Linked DNA regions of Mus musculus: region 1 is linked to region 2. Evidence: chromatin contacts called from public promoter capture Hi-C data. All regions are on one chromosome and are shown on one strand. Each heading gives the region's core, a stretch centred on a gene start, on an enhancer-like site or on the middle of the called end of the contact. The rest is flanking DNA. Distances are from core to core; before and after follow the strand shown.

The links. Capture Hi-C pulls out chosen DNA fragments and counts their contacts.
Region 1: a contact with region 2 is called in a promoter capture Hi-C map of liver. The contact joins the promoter of Soat2 here to the promoter of Bin2 in region 2. A contact is called at or near these places in 3 of 39 promoter capture datasets (hippocampal neurons, liver and pre-B cells) and 2 of 9 other capture datasets (liver and macrophages).

The regions. Positions count from the first base shown.
Region 1 is chr15:102,148,596-102,152,034 of GRCm38.p6, reverse strand. It overlaps Soat2 (sterol O-acyltransferase 2), which reads right to left and starts at 1,460. Exons shown (of 15, transcript NM_146064.1): 1 at 1,323-1,460; 2 at 874-929. The coding sequence starts at 1,401. Igfbp6 (insulin-like growth factor binding protein 6) reads right to left here. Exons shown (of 4, transcript NM_008344.3): 4 at 2,523-2,855. The coding sequence ends at 2,733.
Region 2 is chr15:100,667,612-100,670,900 of GRCm38.p6, reverse strand. It overlaps Bin2 (bridging integrator 2), which reads left to right and starts at 1,398. Exons shown (of 11, transcript NM_001270537.2): 1 at 1,398-1,488. The coding sequence starts at 1,408.

The DNA.
Region 1 (3,439 bases), core at 211-2,710, 1.5 Mb before region 2:
TAAAAATTACACAGACATATACAGACACACAGATACACACAGACATACACACACACAGACAGATACACACATACAGACACACACAGAGACAGATACACGCATACAGACACACACAGACATATACACACAGACACACACACACACACGCAGAGAGATACACAGATGCACACAGAGGAATGCACAGACACACACAGACAGACACACATAGACACAGTACTACTACTACTACTACTACTAATAATAATAATAATAATAATAGGGCTAGAGAGATGGCTCAGTGGTTAAGAGCACTGACTGCTCTTCCAGAGGTCCTGAGTTCAATTCCCAGCAGTGGCTCACAACCATCTGTAATGGAATCTGATGCCCTCTTCTGGTGTGTCTGAAGACAGCTACAGTGTATCATATACATTAAATAAATAAATAAATAAATAAATAAATAAATAAATAAATCTTAGATAAATAATGATTGGGGGGGTTTGTTTGTTTGTTTGTTTGTTGAGACAGGGTTTCTCTGTGTCGCCCTGGCTGTCCTGGAACTCACTCTGTAGACCAGGCCTGCCTCTGTCTCCCAAGTGCTAGGATTAAAGGCATGTACCACAACTGCCTTGGCTACTTTTTATTTCTTAGACAGGGTTTTCTGTAGCCCAATCTGGTTTGGATGTTATTGTGTGGCCAAGGGTGACCTCAAACTACGGATCACCTGGTCTCTACTTCCCAAGTGCTAGGATTACAGCTGTATGCCATCACACCAGTTGCCATCACACCAGTTGCCATCACACCAGTTTTATGTGGTGCTGCGCATCAGGTAGATTGGCACTCTACAAGTTTAGCCACATCCCCAGCCTGTCCTTTATGACTGCCGTGATCCCTCACCTCCATATGTCGAGTCCATTGCACCAAGTCTGGGGTTCCGTGTGTCCTTGCGTTCCCTAGGAGGAAGAACCAAAGGGGACTCACTAGGGAGGAGTTAGGTGTTCTGTGTGCTCACAGCCTCCGTTCCCAGTCAATATTTAGAATCGTGGGTAGAGCCACTAGCCAGGGAAGTGACACACACAGTGGCGAGAAAGAGCCTGATGCAATTGCTGGAAACAGGGGACCCAAAACAAGGAAGTACTCCATTCACCCCTAATGAAGGCCAAACCACGCTCTGAACATTTCTCCATTGCCAGTCCGCGTGCTGGGGGGAAAAGGGCAGAAACTGCCTTCTCTGGCTTCCCAGAACAGCCAGAGGAAAGGAAGTGGCCTTAGCGGCTAGCTCTTACACACACCCATCTCAGGCCCGCCTGAGTGTCTGGAGCGTGGGGGATGGGAGGGCGGCTCACCTTCTCCTCCACGGGCTCCCTTCTCCTGCTCCTCTCCCAGCCCTTCTCTCCTCCGAAGCTGGGGCACCTTTGGCTGCATGGTGCCAGTGTAGAGCGGACAGCACACAGCTGTTGTCTGTCTTCTTCCTTTCTTTCTTTCTCAATCTACCTACAGAGCTTGTGTCCCACTCAGAGATCTGACAACTCCAGGGACTAAAGTCCTTTCCGGAGCCCCGTTGAGGGTTAGATAGGTTATCTGCAGGCAGTGTTTCTCATACTCTGGCCCTGCCTGTGGCTTTCACAGCTCTCTCACCACAACCACTATGATCAGCTTCACGCTATTGCTATTTCACTTTCGGGAGTGAGTCTGTGCATCAGGTTGTGAGGGGGACTTTGCTTCCCCGAGGCTTATCACATAGCTTGGCTCTTCCTGGCTCTCTCTACCAAGACTGAAGGTCAGGGAGGGACCAGAAACATCTTCGTGTACCTTGTAGTCATTTTTCTGAGGGCACAGGATGAGGCCTGTAGTGACATGTGTGTGCAACAATATTTTTGTCAGGAGCTCTATTTGTGTCATGTGTGATGGTCGAGGCCCCTCAGTGTCAGCTCTTCCCTACACCTTGGGTTACCACATAAGCAGAAAGGGCAGACACACACTTATTCAACAGTAAATAGCGCCAGGGGTTGCCTTGCCTACCTATGTAACTTCAGGAAAGTGGACCAAACTTTTTAAGCTTCTTCTGAAAAAAAAAAAAAATTATGGGACAAAATGTCCCTACGTCATCAGGTGATTGCCAGCACAAATAAGGTAGTCTGGAGGTAGTCTGGATAAACCATACAGAGCCTGAGCACATTTGTTTCTTTCTGGTAGGCAGTAGGGCAGGTGAGTGCCTTGGGAGTTCCACTTTGGCAAATTCCTGCTGGGGATTAACTATTAATCCTCCTCCTCCATCAGTCCAGAGGTCAGTGATAGAAGCAAGATTGTAATCACTGTGATCTCGGACTGAGGCCAGGATCTCAGTCAGTCCCACAAGGGAGCTCCGGGTGGGTATCCGGGTGAGGATAAAGAAAGGGCTTGCTGCCTGTGGCAGTGGCAGTCTACTGTATTCCAAGGGCAATGGAAGAGGCTGGCTGTGCTCTGCAGGGAAGGTAGAAACACTATGACCAATGGGAGACAGTGAGCACGAGGCCCCAGATCTGAATGAGACAGACGCAGAGACGTAAGCCAGAGACACCCCCCCAATACTGTTTTATTAGTACACAAGCCAACAGCAATCTTTCTAACTAGCTGTGTAAAGGCCCAAGGGTGACAGGGACAATGGGGTGGGGCGTGAAGGTGGGTCTTGGGGCACAGAGTTATTCATTGCTTCACATACAGCTCAAATGACAGCCCCCTGTTCCTGCTGGCGTCCTGGAGGCTCCCTCGGGGCTTCACCCACTGCTCCTGGCAGAGCACTGAGTGCTTCCTTGACCATCTGGAGACACTGGCAAAGGCTGGCCCATCGGATCCACACACCAGCAGGGGCCACGGCGATTCCCCTGCGAGGAACGACACTGGGGAGAGAGGTGCAGGTCAGGGTGAGGTCCAGGCTTTGAGCAGGAAAGCATCTGAGAGCTCTTAGTTGCTTTACCTACTGAATAGGGCCCACTCTGCTAGGCCAGAGCAATAGCTTTCAAAATGCAGTTTCTGTCAACAGCCCAACATCACTTATGTTAGAAACTTGTGTTCACAGGCTAGCCCAGACCTACTGAGTCACAAAATGCAGAAGGGGCTCCACCAGCACCAGCTCAGACGCCTCCAGGTGATTCCCCAGGGCTCCCATTTGAGGCCACCACAAGGCCTTATCCTAGAAGAGACTTTAAGTCTCCCATTGCAATTGTTGGCCTTTGTTTTTCTTTCAGATCACGCTAGAGATGGAGCCCACAGTACTGCTAAGCAGAGCTTTGCCAACGAGCTATAAACTTCTTTTCATTTTACATTTTGTTTTGAGACAGAGGCTCGTGAAATTTCCCAGGCTGGACTTGAACTCACTCAGAATTCTAGGAGCCTGCCTGGTCCAGGCTTCCTCAAGTCCATGGAAAGATCTCCTGTGGAAATCTCCAGCCCTCTGTCTTCCTACCAGCCCTTCACTTGTAGC
Region 2 (3,289 bases), core at 149-2,648:
CCTAGTATCCCTATTTTCTGGCTATCCTTTCTCAGTGGTCAGGTGTAAGTTCATTGGAAGACCGGTTTCCTAGAGAAACCAGATTTGTAATCTCTGTAGCCCCACTCCAGTTTGTATAATCTGTGACTAAATTCACACTGTGTCCATATAATGCTCCATGCTTTGCCTGGAGAGTCTTGTTCTCCTCTGTCCAGTTCAGGCCTCTCCCCTCCTCTCCTCCTTAGCATATTATGAATGGCACCCTGTCTCCTGAGGACCCCATCTCTCCAGTCTTTCTCCCCTTCCAATCCAGATCTGGATTATGCTCACCTTCTGCACTCTGTCCCCACAATTCCCAGGCTTAGAACTGGTTAAGCTGCCATCCAGGCTGAGCCATGGTCACTCAGCATCAATACCCTGCAGCTGGTAGGTGGTCTCTGGTCCATTAAACGTCCTCACTGGATGAAACTGGGCCTTTTGGTTTTTACTTTTTTTTTTTTCATTTCATTTCATTTTATTTTATTTATATAGAGTACACTGTAGCTGTCTTTAGACACACCAGAAGAGGGCATCAGATCCCATTACAGATGTCTATGAGCCACCATGTGGTTGCTAGGAATTGAACTCAGGACCTCTGGAAGAACAACCGGTGCTCTTAACGGCTGAGCCATCTCTCCAGCCCAAACTCAGTCTTTTGTGTCTCCTCACTTTCTAATGCTGTTCGGGTATGGAACCAATGAGTCACGGTCCACATTCAAAGAGCCCGTTCAAGGGTGGGGGCGGGGGAGGGGAGGGGAATCTTTCTCTACTGCAGGGGCAGCATTTCCAAGCTGGTTTTAAGAGTGTGTGCGCACCAAAATCCACCCTGAACAACCCGTTCTCTGCCAACTTCTCAGAACCAGCTTAGCTGCTCTCCCAGCTCCAGATGCCTCTGTGGACCCCATCCTGGTGACCAGTGGTCTTTCCAGGGAGCTGGGCAGTGAGGGGGCCCCAGTAGTTCTCTCGGGGAGCTGAACAATGATGGGGTTCCAATGGTCCTCCTGGGGATCTGGACCATGATGGGGTCCTAGTCGTCCTCCTGGGGACATGGACAGTGATGGGACCCCAATGGTCCACCTGGGGAGTTGGACAGTGATGGGGCTTCAGTGGTACACCTGGAGTATTGGGCAGTGATGGAGTCCCAAGGTCCTCCCGTGATGGCCAGTGGTGGGCTGCAGTGGTCCTCTCGGGAATCTGGGTAGTGATGGGTTTCCAATGGTCCTCGAGAGGTGGCATTGGGTGGTCCAGGCCGACCACGCCCCAGCAGGAGGCTGTAAGGGTGTGAAGGCCCGCCCTCTGAGCATCACGCAAGGCATGCTGGGAGGACGCACTTCCTCTCAGGGGCCTCTAGAAACCACAGGTCCAGGCTGCGCCCCCGCAGCCGGCAGGATGGCAGAGGGCAAGGCGGGCGGAGCGGCTGGCCTCTTCGCCAAGCAGATGCAGAAGAAGTTCAGCAGGGCCCAGGAGAAGGTAGGCAGCCTGAGGAGAAAGGGTCCTGCTGCCCCAGAACGGGCGGGGAATGGGTGTCCACGAACATTGGCCGACGTGGGAGAGAAGGGAGCAGCTGAGGAGACAGCTGTTTCGCAGGAGCCTTCGGCAACCCTCAGCCTGACCCAGAAAAGGCGACAGGAAGGAACGAATGGTGGTGGTCAACTTTGTCACAGATTTTGTCCTAGCGCAAAGGCAAGGGTGGCTGGCTGGCGTCTCTCAGGTGATGAATGAGTTGGAAGATACTTGTCCCCAAAGTAAGAGACAGCGGCTGCGGTGGCAGTGAGTCGCCCCACTTAATTTGACTTGGGGGATTCACTGAGGACCAGGACACTGCACAGTTCTCCACACTTGAGTGTTGTTTAAACTGGTGTAAACGGAGGCGGGTGGATAGAAAACGCAAGGCATCCGAGGCTATATTACTGAGTTTAAGACCAGCCTGAGCTACTCTTTACCTCGGGGTGAGCGGGGAGCTCGTGTGTCCAGTAGCCAGCCCCAGTTTCTTACATCTATTCTTTTGCCTTGATGGTGATCCACAGCCTCTGGGTGTCCTTCCCATAATTTGCCAGTCCATTCAAATGATGGGCACACGCCTTTAATCCCAGCCCTCGGGAGGCAGAGGCAGGAGGATCTCTGTGAGCTCAAGATCTGCCTGGTTTACACAGAGACTTCCAGGACAGCCTAGACTACATAGACCCTGTCTCCAAAAAAAAAAAAAAAAAAAAAAAGGGAAAATGGATTATGGAGACACTCTTCACGCTGTTTATTTTATTTGCTTGGTTGTTTTGTTTTTTTGAGACAGGGTCTTACCGTGTTGACTGGGCTGGTCTTGTATTCAAGGTGAGATCTCTAGCTAAGGTCATAGGTATGAACCCCATTCTTACCACCCTTCACATGTTTTTGAGACAGTTTCTTGTACCCCCACCCCCAAACTCACTTTGACCTTGAACTTCTGGTCTCCCGTCTCTCTCTATCTTCTGGGTTGCAAGCATGTGTCATCACATCTCTTAGATGCTGAAGGTTGTACCTACAGCTTCTGGTTGAGGAAACCAGGCACCCTGCCAACTGAGCTCCGTCCCAGCCCCTTCCCTACACACTTAAAAGGCATTGTGATGTTACCTGTCCAGAGTCTTCCTTTGCCTAGCCACCATCTACCCACACTGTAGTAGAAGAGACATGGGCTAAAAGGAGAGGGTTCATGAACTTGAGGCTGTAAAGTACCTAGCACACTTAGCAATGGAAAGATTTGTATTCCCTTGTAAAGGTGGTGCAGAGGCCATTGGAGTAGATCAAGGGCACCCAGCTCCCCCCACATGGGGTTCACATTACTGACGGGGTACAGATGTATGAGGTCCTTGGTGTAAAGGACCACAGGGGAAGGGAGGGGCTCTGTATTCTTCAGTCTTTTAAGATCGTGTGAAAGACAAGAGGAAAATAAAAGTTGTGTGCGCAGCCTTTGTTACTTTTCCTACCTGAACTTTGCCTCTCTGGAGTCTAACAAGACATCTGATAGATCTGAAGGCAGTGCTTATGGGAAGGTCTAGCTATAAATAGGGGGACTGGACAGGACAGGGAACTCACCTAGAGAAAGCTACACTGTGGCTAAAGAAACACAAGACAAAAGACAAAAAAAATAGGAACCAGAAATTTCGTGTATTGAGGGCTGGCAGGTGTGGCTCAGTGTTGGAGCAGGTACCTAGCCGCAGGCAGTCCTGGGTACCACAAAAGAAAACATTTTAAATGAAAACTGGAGCGTATCAGTTTTTTTTTTTTTTTTTTTTTT